Linked DNA regions of Muntiacus reevesi: region 1 is linked to region 2. Evidence: chromatin contacts called from public Hi-C data. All regions are on one chromosome and are shown on one strand. Each heading gives the region's core, a stretch centred on a gene start, on an enhancer-like site or on the middle of the called end of the contact. The rest is flanking DNA. Distances are from core to core; before and after follow the strand shown.

Region 1 (6,559 bases), core at 3,120-5,619, 140 kb before region 2:
AGGGGTTGGATTACCAAGCCTCGAGGATTCTCTGAGTTCAAACTCCATGCTCTCCCTGCCCACGGCCCCTGCCCTGGTTCCTGGCATGCCCACCCCACCAAATGCTACCACCAAGCGGGGACAGGCCCTTCTGGGACAGAGTTTTCACGCCCTGCCCTGGACTGTCTCAGGACTGGGTCCTCCTGGCGTCCCATGAGACCTCCCTGAGTGGGTCTCTGGGCGGCGGGGTCCCCCGTCTGGCCTGGGGCGGGCCTGTCTCCCCTAGACCCTGGAGGTCAGCACAGGGAGTGCTCCAAGGCCGAGCAGCCAGACACATGGCATTTCTGCCCCCTCCTCCAGCCAGGGGTCCAGCCCCCTCGTCTGGCAGCAGCCTCCTGGTCCTCCTCTGGGGAACTGCCCTTGCTTACATCAGTCCCTGGGGCTTTGGTCAGCCAAACACAAGCACAAGACCCCAACCAGTTCAGTGAGGCTCAGCTTGGGGATCGTTCACTGCTGTACCTATGCGGTTTCCACGTGGATAAGACACAAGCATGAGACTGCTGGACCAACTATGTCTTAGTAGCTTAAGAAGCTACTTAAGAATGAAGCTAACATAGGAAAACTCAACCGAGAAAGAAAAGTCCTGAGGGTATCACCTGAGCTCCTCATACACAGCCATAAAACCTCCCTCCTTGGCTTCTGTCAGTTGGGGCTTGGCTTTTGGTCACTGGCAATCAAAACAGAACTGCTTACGGAAGCGTGTGAGGGTTTCGGTGAGTGACCCCAAGTCCAGACCCACACCCTTGCACTCCAGCCCCAGCTCTGCCCCCAGTGCGCTGTGAGCACCTGCAGTCGACCCCTTGCCTCTCTTGTCCAGTGCCCGAGTCAGATCCTCCACCAGCACGGTGGCCTCCCCGCCACTCTTGGGGCACTGAGCGCCCACCCAAGACTGGACCTCAGGGGGCAGCGCGCTCAGGAACTGCTCCAGCACCAGCAGCTCCAGCATCTCCTCCTTGGAGTGCGCCTCGGGCCGCAGCCACTGGCGGCAGAGCTCCCGGAGCCGGGCCAGCACCTCACGAGGGCTGGACACCTCCTCAAGGCAGAAGTGCCGGAAGCGCAGACGTGCAGCCTCGGGGTGGATAGTGTGGCCAAAGCTAGATTCCTGGACCTGGAAGAGGCTGGCCTCCTCCTCCTCCATTTTCACCCAGAGAAAGCCATCCTGTTCCCAGGGCACTGGGCTCAGGCGGCTCTTGGGCATGGCCATTGGGCAGCACACCTTCAGTGAGACACAGGATGGCTGGAGCCTTGGAACTGGGTCTGCAGAAAGATCAAAATTTGGTCATCCCATGACCTTGGGTGCTGCCTCAACACAGATGATCAAAATATTCAGGACAATGCCCACTGGGTGCTGAGAACTCTTCTAAATGCTTACAGAGAGTAATTTGTTCAAAACTCACAACAAACTCAGGAGGTGGAAGTTTTCTTTCCCTTTTATGGATATGAAAACAGACAGAAAAGAAAGATCCACCCAAAGTTTCCCAGACAGTGAAAGGGAGGGCTGCTGCTGAGCTGCAAACTCCTGCAGCCTGACCCCTCAGACAGTCTGCTTAAGGCATACGCTCCTTTCACGTATGGAAGGTCTGTCTCCTACCTCACACACACCCCAGTCCCCAGGGAGCCACAGGAGCATTCCCTTACTTTATTTGCTAATTATTTGTAGCTTCTGAGATTAATACTTAGATAACTTACCTTCAGCCTTCCTTTGCTAGTATATGTATTTCAGCTTATAAAGTTCCCTATAAACATAGCTTTAGCTGTACACCCATAAGTTTGGTTTTGCATCTTCATTATCATTTAGTTAAAAATATTTTCTAATTTTTTCTTGTGGTTTCTTCCTGAACCATGGGCAGCTTAGAACTCTGCTGCTTCATTTCCAAACAATCTAGAGTTTTCTAATTGTCTTTTTATTACTAATTTCCAGATTAACTCTGGTGTGCTCAGAAAATGTGTTTTGGTCAATTTTAATCCTTTGATATGTGCTGAGACTTGGTTTGTGACAAGGTGTATGGTTAATTATGGTCAATGCTCCACAGACACTTAAAAATAATGCAAAGCCATGTTAGGTAAGTGACAAAAGAGAAAACAGATAAACTGGACTTCATCAAAATTAAAAACTTTTGCTATATGAAAGACATCAAGAAGGTGAAAAGGGGAATTCCCTGACGGTCTAGGACTCGGTGCCTTCACTGCCCGGGCAGGGGTTCAATCCCTGGTTGGGGAACTAAGATCCTACAGGCCATGCAGCAACGCAAAAAAAGAAAAAGAAAAGGCAACCCCAGAAAGGTAGAAAATATCTGCAAATCATATATCTTGATTAGGGACCTGTACCTAGAACAACTCCATAATAAAAAGACAAATAGTCCAAAATTAAAGAATGGGCAAGTGATTTGACCAGACATTTCTCCAAAGACATACAAGTGGTTAAAAAGACATACTAAGTGCCTCTGGTGCTTAGTTGCTTCAGTCATGTCCAACTCTGTGTGACCCCCATAGACGGCAGCCCACCAGGCTCCCCCATCCCTGGGATTCTCCAGGCAAGAACACTGGGGTGGGCTGCCATTTCCTTCTCCAATGCATGAAAGTGAAAAGTGAAAGTGAAGTCACTCAGTCGTGTCCGACTCTTAGTGAACCCCGTGGACTACAGCCTACCAGGCTCCTCCATCCATGGGAGTTTCCAGGCAAGAGTACTGGAGTGGGTTGCCAGTTCCTTCTCCAAAAAAGCACATGAAAAGAAGCTCAACATTATCAGCTACCAGAAAAGTACAAATCAAAACCAAAATGAGATACCATTTTACACCTGCTAGGATCTAATACTCAAAATGACAGATAACAACTGTTGACAAGAAATGACCTTGGGCACAGGGAGAATTAGACATTAATAAAACAGGACCTCAATCCTGACACTTTTCAGTGGCAGCTGGTGATTTCTGGCAAAGCTATGCTTAGCTCCTAACTCCACTTCTTCTAAAGTCCCCCTTAGTCCTCCAGGACCCACTTTAGCTGTTGTCTTCTCCAAGAGCCAGCCCAGCACCTGGGAGCAGGCTAAGTAACCCCTGTGTGCCCCGGGGCTCCGTGCTCTAACCATGTTTCCCCAGAGAGCATGCTGGAGACACAGTGCCCACAGCAAGTGCGCAGGTAACAGGAGCTGAGCAAACAGAGGGACCAGGAAAGGTGGAATCTGATACAGGGAATCATTGCTGGGCGGGCAGGTGTTGGTGCGCAGAGGGGAAGGATTAACAATACATGCAGTGACAATTTCCAACCTCCCTTGTGTATCCCTGAAACCACTTTAGGAAAATCCCTGATGACAGTATGAGATATATCGACACAGATCATGCTCAACCCACCTCCAACTTCCTGACCTCACATACGGTTGAGAGCCTCTGTCCACAACTGCTTAACCAACTTAGGGGAGCAGTTTTTTCACTTCTTGTAATTATGTTATTAGTACTTATTAGTACCTGGCCTGACAACAGGCCTGGCACACAGCAAACACACAGTAGATGCACAATCTGATGACTCCATAGCCATCTGCTGGATTTAAACCCATAGAAGGTGCTAGGAGATCATCCCAGTTGGGTGACTGCAGGTCACAGAATTTCAGCTGCAGTTATGGCCAAGTGCAAACTCTGTTACATGCCTGGTAAACTCCCAAGCAAATCATCCAAGCATAGTCCCCCTAACAAAATCCCAGTCAACCCCATAGTTATATGCATATGCCCTACCTCCGGCAAAGTCCCTCAGTCGTACCCCAAAATATGCCCGGGGACCCAAACATTCCCAGTCACTCACAGTCAGTCAAATAGACACACGCCCTCACACCATCATTCCCACAGTTCGTCATAATCAACCTGCTTCAGCCAGTCAGATACACTCTCTCAGTCACGCCTAAACTTATCCTGTCACAGACACACCCTCTCACTCACAGCAGCACACAATCCAACGACAAAGTCTCAGACAACTTCTTGGTCAGTTGCACACTTGATCGGGTCAGTCAGACATCCTGTCAGCTGACCATATGCTCCTAGTTTGTCAGTCAGAAACACTAGTCAAGACGAGTCAGACACAAACAACTGGCCAGTCAGCCTTCATCGCAGTCAGCGGGCCCGCACTTGACCAGTTTCCACACTGCGTCCTTCCGTCCGTCGGTCCGCGCGCGGCTCGGGGTCGGCCTCTCGCTCCCCGTTCGCGCGTGCCGATCCCCTACATCTCGTTCAGGCCACCGCAGGCGTTCGAGACTTCAGGACCTCCGGTAGTTCCCCGCCAGCCGCAACCAGGGCGGGACCCCAACCCGACCCACCTCACCCGCCGGCGGGCGCACGCTTCCGGGAGGCGACGGGGAGGCGCTGCAGTGAGGAGCTCGCGCGTTCCAGCCGGACCACAGCTCCTGGACTACAATTCCCAGAAGGCGCTACGTCGCCCGCCCCAGCAGCCCGGGGGACGCCGGGAGTTGTAGTCCAACTGGGTTCGTGAGCCGAGGAAACAGCGGCCGTGACTTTGTGGGGCAGCGGTGGCGGCGTGTGCGTGGTCCGGCCCGAGAGTGTGCGGAAGGCGGGAAAGTGCGTGGTGTGAGGTGCGTGTGAGGAGGTGAGGGGCGGGTGAGAAGGGCCGGGGTGTGGATGCAGGGCGGAGGGTGTGTATCATGTATGCAGTGCATGTGGTCCGCTACAGTGCCTCCGTACTTGGTTCGCTTTCCGTTTTCTTTCCTCTTTGAGATGTTTTAACGTTTTTTGGAGCTGCAATTCACCTCCCTTTGGTTCACCCTTCCACACGGGTACAATTCAGTGGTTTTTAGTTTTTTTACAAGCCTGTGGAATGATCACTTTTATCGTCCCCCAAAGAATCCCCATACCTATCAGCAGTCACTCTGTTCCCGCTGCCCCAGCCCTGGACACCCACTCACCTGCCTCTGTAGGCGTGTGTTCTGCATATTTTGTGTAAATGGTCCCTTTGCATTCCCTGACCACTGCTAGGCACACCAGGGACACTGTAACCCGAGGCATCCTTCACTTGACCCAACCAAGACCCACGTCACCTGTCAAGTGCTGGGCTTTGGCCTGTGGGTGGCACTGGTGGCCTTCACGTATCTGGGCCGACATGGCCTTCCTGTGGTCTTCGGTCCCACCTCTGCAAAGGCACAGCCCCAATAATCGTGACAATAAACCGTGCCCACACTGAGCTCCATTTGCACACCAGGCACTTACTGACCCTGGTCAGTTCATCCAGACTGCCAACTCCGCCCGTGACCTTCTCCCTTTTTGCACCAACAGGAGGCTTTCTCTTTGGCAGCTCCTGCTTCCCACCCTTCAGCCCTGCCCTCTCCGCCAAGTCCAACTTCACATCACTGATGTCTCATGGTACTTCCCTTTTTACCTCCCTGCCTCCAAGCTAAACTTGCCTCTCACCAGCAAAAGGAACCCGATTTTCCTGCTTCCTGTTTTATCACTTCTATGAACCGTCATGCCCTTTTTCCTATTTTACACGTGGGTAGAGTTAGCTCTGTTAACTTGGTCTGGCTCCTGTCTAGAGAGGCTGTATTTGTTTCCTGTTGCTACTATAATCACAGCATGCAGTGGCTCATAACAACAAAATCTATTACATTTCTGGAGGTCAGAAGCCCCAGATGGGTCTCACTGGGCTATCACCACCATGTTGGCAGGGCTGGTTTCCTCTAGAGGCCATAGGGAAGAAACCCATTTCACTGTCTCTTCCACGTTCCAGAGGCTACCTGCATTTCTTGTTCTGTGTCCCTGTCTTTGCTTCATCACATCTTCTCTGACTCTAGCCTATTTCCTGCATCTCTTCTTCACTTATGCGGACCCTTGTGATTACATTGGACTCACCTGTAATCCAGGATACTCTCCCCTTCTATGAATCTGCTTTCAGTGCAGTACATGTAGGAGACATGGGTTCGATCCATGAGGCAAGAAGATCCCCTGGAGGAAGAAATGGCAACCTGCTCCAGTGTTCTTGCCAGGAAAATCCCATGGACAGAGGAGTGTGGCGGGCTATAGTCCATGGGGGTGCAAAGAGTCGGACACGGCTCAGCATGTACCCACACACTCATCCCTCTATTCAGGTGATCGTGATGCCCTTTGCATCTCCATGTCCACGTGTGTGTTGTGCTCAGTCATTTCAGTCGTGTCTGACTCTTTGCATGGACTATAGCCCGCCAGGCTCCTCTGTCCATGGGATTCTCCAGGTGAGAGTACTGGAGTGGGTTGCCATTTCCTCCTCCAGGGGATCTTCCCGACCCAGTGATCAAACCAGCGTCTCTTGCATCTCCTGCATTGGCAGGCTTTTTTTTTTTTTAAACGACTGCCACGTGGGAAGCTCCATGTCTAGTGAGTGGGAAGAAAAGTTGTGCCCGCTTAAGATATAGACAAACACTTAAGCTCACACAGACATACAGACCCACATAAAGACACACAGACACACAAATACACAACTAGCATCCAGGATATATAAAGAACTCTTACAACGGCAACAACAACAAAGCTCCTAAATAACCCAGTTAAAA
Region 2 (6,763 bases), core at 592-3,091:
CTTCCCTGTCTTTCACTATCTCCTGGAGTTTGGTCAAACTTACGTTCATTGAGTTGGTGATGCCATCCAACCATCTCATCCTCTGTTACCCCCTTCTCTTCCTGCCCTCAATCTTTCTCAGTCTAAAATAAATATAAAATCAACAGCAAGTAACGTCATTACCAAAAAAACCGTAAAATGAGAAATGTGCATTAAAATGATATATAACATAACCACATTTATTTAGAATGTATTCCAATATCAATATCTGAGCAAACTCCAGAAAAAGTGAAGGACAGGGGAGCCAGGTGTGCTGCAGTCCATGGGGTTGCAAAGAGTGAGACTCGACTTAGCAACTGAACAACAACAACAACAACAACAACAGTATCAGATGGCAAATTAAAAAAAGCAAAAACTGCAACTGCTTTTGCACAAAACTAATAACTTCTAGTCTAGCTGACTTGTACTAGTTATTTTACTGTTGGTGACCTACAACCCAGCTCATAAAATGCCCTACTTTTTCCAAATAAGTGTCCTTGACTCATCCTCCCTTAACCTTTCATTCTCATCTGGCTATGACGAAATGGAACCGGCTGGAGCCCTTCACTTGCCATGGGGCGATCACATTTTTGACATCTCTCAGAGGGAGCATGTCCACAGACAGCATAGATTCTACTACCACTCTGGTCTTTTACGATTCAGAAACCTCAATAACTGCTCAGACACAGCCCAAACTTCTGTAATAGAGGCATCCAAAATGGCTGTTTGGCCCAGTCTTGGCCACCCCATCACTCAGAGAGAATAGGGTACCATCCAGCAAGCTCTGGTAACTGAAGTAGAAGAGGGCCTGGACAAAAAGGAAGCAGCTTCGTCACACACCTGTAACACGTTCTCCACTCACCCTTGGTAAACAGCTCTGCATTGAGAGGCCTTCTCCACGCCTTGATCTCCATATTAGGGGCTGGACTGCAGTCCATGATGCACAAACTTGAATCCCCAGCCTGTTAGCGCTACCCCAAAAATACTAACCGGTCCACAATCTGACCACTGATTCCCACCCACCTTGATTACTGCATTGGTTCAAAAGTCATCAAGGTCCTTCCCTCACCCTCTTGAGCCTATTCTCACAAAAGCCAGAGTGAGTGATCCTTTGATGCGGTCAGGGCCTATGGTTGCTCTGCTCAGACCCATGCCCTGGCTCACAGCAGAGCCATTCTGATGCCCCCAAGGCTCTCTCCAACCCGCCACTCACTCTGACCATCTTACTGTTGTTACAACTAAACAATAGAAACGTGGGTGGACAAATTAACAGGTGAGGGGAATGAGGAGTAAAGAGTAGGGGCCAAGAGGGCCAGAATCCTCTGGGCAAGGGTCCCTCCCAACTCCTTTCCTGGGATGGAGGCCTCGGTTCAGCAGCCTCAAATTCGATTCCTAACAAGGGGTAGAGCTTCATATGTGAGGCGAAGCTCAAAATTAGGTTCCTCGTCCGAAAACGGTATATAAGAGCCCCTTCCTTAGAACCCTTTAACTACTGAATGAAAAGGGTTAGACTTCAACAGACTTCAGTAAAGTTCCTACAAAGTGCGGCTACCATGAGCTGCCATTTTAGGGACAGGCAAACTGAGGCTCGCCGGGCGGCGACTTACCAAGCCCAGCCCCTAGCCGGCGCGGTCCGCGTCTAGGACAGCATCGCCCACCTCGCCAAGGCCTCGGACACTGCTGTCCCTGTGAGTCCATAAGAGGCGCAACTAGGGACAAGTGCCGCTTGGGGAATTTGCCAAGGAGGCGCTTCCGGTAGACCGGAAGCGCGTCCCTAGAACTACCACTCCCAGTAGCCCGCGCGACGCGTCCCCGTCGACACTGGGGGAGAGGCCGCCATTGTCCGCGGCTGAGGTGAAGCGGTCGCGGGGCGGTGGGATTATTACTGTTGCCGCTGCCGCTGACCCGGAGGGTAGGGAGAACCGGCAGGGAGAGGTGGCGCCTACACCTGCGGCTGGCTCGTCGCCAGGGCAGGTCCCTTGGCCCGCCTCTGGATTCGCGGAGGCGTTGGATCGGCTGGGCGGGCCCGGATGAGCCCGGCGCGTCGGGCCTTTGTCCCCCAGGCGGGAACCCCAAGCTCTCGGCCGAGCCGGGCCGAATGTGAGCGCAACAAAAGCCGAACGCCCTCGGCGAAGCGAGCGCGAGCTGGTCTAGCTGCCCGCGGAGAGCAGGGGTCACCGGCCAGCAGGGGTGGGAGGCCGGCGGCTGCGAACCAGGTGAGGTCCGCCGTTCCCAGGACGGGCTGTGAGCATCGCACCCGCGGCGGGAGTGCGGAGGAAGTCTGGGGTGAGAGGCCAGAAGGCAGGTGACGAGGACGCCTCCGAGGCTGTCCCTAGGAGTCCACCTTGTCTTTCCCGACGGGCGTTTCTCGTGAGAACCCGTTCTCATCTGTCACAGAGGAAAGTCAAAAGTGACCTGGGAACAACCCGGGGCTCCTTTAAAGGTGCAGTGACCGGATGACTTTGTCAAGTTGCAAACAAGCGTGCAGAATATTTAGTGTGCCAACTTGGAGTTTGGGCGCAGATCCCGGTGCTCCCGGTGCCCATTGGGCGTTCCAGTGCTCTATACACGCTCCCAGGAATCCGCAGAGCTCTGCCAGTTGGTGTTGGTGCCCTCCGAGAGGTCGCGGAATTTGCATAAAGTTCTAGAATTTAGGATTGGTCTGGCCTCCAAATTTGGTTTTCTGTTGGTCCCTGCACCAAGAGACAGATTTTTTTTTCCTACATTAGATTTACATAACTTAAAATTAACTATCATAGCGTACAAGTCTGTGGTTTTCTTGTGCGTTCAGAGCGTTTTGCAGTTATCACCACTATATAATTCCAGAACATTTCCATCATCTCTCAACCCCTCCCCCCACCCCCCAGAAAAAACCACCCAGAACCATTAGGCTGCCACTCGCCCGTTCTTCCCTCCCCTCAGCTCTAGGCAACTCCTTACAAATGAAGGTTGTAGGTAGATTTTGCAACGATTTTTGTTAAATCATTAGAAAAGCTACCTCGTCCTCATCAGTACCCGTCTCATGAGAACTGTTGACAAATTTCTCCCTCCGCATCCTGGACCATGCCGTTTTGACAGCTAAACTGAGTCATTCTTCATTTTTCTTCAGAAATTTGTGTTTGACTTGTAAATTGTTTTCTTACAGTGCTCTGTAGAAGTCTTTTATTGTTTCTGTGGATGTGTTCTTATTTCCACTGTATTTGAGAAAAACCATCTTTTGTCTTTTCCTACCTTTGTTACTAGGTGGGTTTTGCAGTTGGTTTTCAATAATCACCCAAGTCCACTGCTCCTGGGCAAGCTTCTGGTGGACTAATCCTGCGAGATGGCTACCATCAACCCCTGGGGTTCATGGGGTGAGTTCAAATCCTGTTTCTTCTGGGCCTCCCTAGTGGTGACCTGCTGTAGCTAGGGGTCAGAGCTGTAGAGGGGCTAAGGGTTTTGGGGATTGGAGGGGGTTTCTTTATCTTGGTACAGAATTAGAACTAAGTGAGGTTGTTTTGTTTTTTAATTGGTTGTTTGTATAAAAGGTAATGTAATTTTCATATATTTTATAGTTCTCTCCTGAGAAGTCTCATTAGTTCTAAGAGATTTTTCTGGTGATTTGTGGAATTTCTTGGAAGACAGTCATCTACAACCAAAATTTCTCTACCATCCCCATGTTTTTTACTTGTATTATTTTCACTGTATAGCATTGGTTTATAATTTAAGAACATCATTAAATGCTGTCAGTAGTGGGTTTTATTTTTAAGTGAAGTTTCATGTATCTGTCATTAAAGACATCAAAAGACTAGTAATGTTTCCCAAAAGTTAAATGATGTTCAATTTTATCAGATACTTCTCCAGCCACTTAAGGAGTTCTGTTCTTAATTGTTCAGTAGCTGTATCATATTAATAAATTTCCTGAAAGTGACCCAGTTGTGCCTTTTTGCTATAAATCTAGCTTATGTTTTTTTTTTCCCCACACGTCCTTGGGCTCTATTTATGGAATTTTGTTGTGCACATTAGTGAGACAGGTCTCCTTTTGCATCTTGTTGCCTTTACTCACTAGGATCAGTGTCACAGTCCTTTCCTTTCCTTGTCCTAACCTGACCCTCTGATGTAGGTATCCTTATGGACCAGTCCTGGGGGATGACGACTGTTGACCCATGGGCCTCCTGGGGTGAGTCAAGACCCTGTTTCCTCATCAGACACATTGGTTACCATATTGTGGTCTCTCCCATTAGTAACCTACCATTGCTGGAAATCAGAGCTGGTGGGGAGAGAGGAGGGGGACTGGTCCAGATCTGTCTCTTGGCAGAGCTGGAACAGGGAAGGATCTGAACACATTACTGGGGGATCTAGTGATGAAATCTCCAGAACAGGATGCATGAGAATGCATGTGAGGCCATTTCGGGCTCAGACCCAGAAAGGCTGTCAACAGGCACTTTCTCTATGACAGTGCCTCAGGACAACAGGGGATGGGTCTTGTGTTTAGATTTATTGTTTAACTTCTCTGGATCCCACTGCCTTCATCTGTAATGTGAGGAAGTGGATCTTTTCCCTTGCCCAAAAGGGAGGGACAGGGTCTGGAAGTAGTACTCAGGTGGGCCACTTCTGGCAGGGAGAGCTGCCTCTGTGACTTCATTTTCCTCCCCCAGCTCTGTGCCCTCAGGACTCTACCTGGCAAGTGGAGGAGACCGCCGAGGAGAGAAGGAGGGTCCCAGGGCTCCCAACAGCCCAGGCCCAGGTGAGATGGGGCTTCTGCTTTTATCTGATGGGTTGCCCTCTTCCTAAGGTGTTGAGGGTGTCCCTGACCATCCCAGTTGATATGGCTCCTCAGTTTACCACAGCCAAGGTTTGGATAGAGAAGGAATCAGCCAGAAGTTTATTGATTTCTGAGCATAGATAGGGAAAATTCAGTTTTCCATGACTTGGAACCTCACTGTCAACCAGCCTATTCAGAGTCCTTGAGCCCCAATGTGCTGTGGGCTGTCTGGTAGATAAGGGTCAGTCCCTTTTGGCAAGCAGTCCCCTCCCCTTTTCCCCTCCCATATATTCAGTGCCTGACTCACATTGGTCCTGTTTGCTGAGCTCTGTGCTTAGAGAGGGGAACAAGGTCAATTGTGAGCCCCCATCCTTAGGAGCTCCCAGGCCCCTTTCAAGGGTGGTTTAGTCAGCTCCTAAGGCCTCACCATTTGCCTGGTGCTGTACATGTGATTCAGGACACAGGCCTGAGGTGCTCAGAAAGACCCTGAGCCCTGGAGGAGCTGAGCACAACGGATGCCTTGGAGGTGGGACAGAATCTGCATAGAGGCCATGTGCCGCAGCTGGGGTCCTTTTGCTGTGGAGAGGGAGGCTGCCTGGGAGATAGGATGCTCCTGAGCCAAGAGGTGAAAGGGACACATCCGCCGGATGGGCATAGCCTGGTGAGAGGAATCTTCCTTCTCTAGCACCATGGGGACACACTGCATGACCAGCATCTGGTTGAAGGCTGATCATAATTTGATTTTAGGCCAAGAAAGCCAGGAAAAACCCTGCCGCATCCTGAATGCCTGCCACAGAGTTGGGGCTCCATCCTGGTTGTAGTAAGGAGCCACAGGAGTGTTGGGAGCGAGAAGCACCAGGGTCTAAAATGTAGCTGGAAGGATGCTCCTGGCAGGGAAGCGAAAAGAAGGGGACTGGAAGGCAGGCTGGCGAATCAGGCTTCAGTCTGATCGGCACCTGGAAGCAAGATCTGATACGTATGAGGGAGTTGAAGCAGGAGGACTTTGTGGTTGTTTGGGCAGAAGATTGGCTCCCTAGAGAAACAGAGGAGCAGAGTTGATGATGTTGGAGAGGTGTCATCCCCCTCCTCCCCTCTTGCCAAGCCTCCTTACTGGAGGCAGCCACTTAAGAATTTTTTATAACTGTTTTATGAAAATATTATTCACATACCATAAAGTTCAACCTTTTAAAGCACATAGTTCAGTGGACTTTTTAGTATATTCACAGAACTGCAGCCATCATCAGTATCTAGAATTTTCATCACTCCAAAAAGAAACCTTATACACATTAGTAGTTACTCCCTGTTTCCCCAACTCCCAGCTCCTGGTAACCACTAATTTACTTCTCTCTGTTTGCCCATCGTGGACATTTCATATAAAGGGAACCAAATAATATATGTCCTTTTGTGTCTGCTTCTGTCACTTAGCATGTTTTGACAGGTTATCGATGTGATATCATTTATCAGTTTTTTTCTTGCTTACGACACAGAAATAGCCATTTTTAACTTACTGTTTCAGTTTTTTAGAAGTGTGTTAGTCGCTCAGTTGTGTCCAACTCTTTGCAACCCCATGGACTGTAGCCTGCTAGGGTCCTCTGTCCCTGGAATTCTCCACAAAATAATACTGGAGTGGTTAGCCATTCCCTTCTCCAGGGGATTTTCCCAATCCAGGGATCAAACCCAGGTCTCTGGCATTGCAGAAACAAATTCTTTACTGTCTCAGCCATGAGAGAAGGGTTCCTTCTAAATGAGAGATTTTTATCCTAATTCATTGAATTTAGGTGTATCCTAATGATTTTCTGCTATGAAAGACAAAAATTGTTCCATTACTATATTTAGGTTTTTAATTTCTAAGTTACAATAATGAGGCAAGCAAATGGGAGATACTGTGATTTTAAAATGTTAATAGTATCTTTGCCTAACTTTGTGTCTCCCACCAAGTTAAAAAAATCAACAAAACCTCCCACAGTTTAAAAGCTGACTGGTGAAGCTTGTCATAAGTGT

What was found. Hi-C and Micro-C count contacts between places; a contact is called where the count stands out from the background.
Region 1: a Hi-C map of blood shows a contact between it and region 2, with 2.6 times the contacts expected there. The contact joins the promoter of LOC136161874 here to the promoter of LOC136161846 in region 2. A contact is called at or near these places in 2 of 3 Hi-C or Micro-C datasets (blood and muscle).

The regions. Positions count from the first base shown.
Region 1 is chr2:280,470,782-280,477,340 of mMunRee1.1, reverse strand. It overlaps LOC136161874 (zinc finger and SCAN domain-containing protein 22-like), which reads right to left and starts at 4,369. Exons shown (of 2, transcript XM_065927010.1): 1 at 4,345-4,369; 2 at 1-1,296. The coding sequence starts at 1,243. The coding sequence ends at 704.
Region 2 is chr2:280,331,961-280,338,723 of mMunRee1.1, reverse strand. LOC136161846 (zinc finger protein 606) reads left to right here and starts at 1,841. Exons shown (of 7, transcript XM_065926965.1): 1 at 1,841-2,234; 2 at 3,262-3,371; 3 at 4,121-4,177; 4 at 4,656-4,744. The coding sequence starts at 3,341.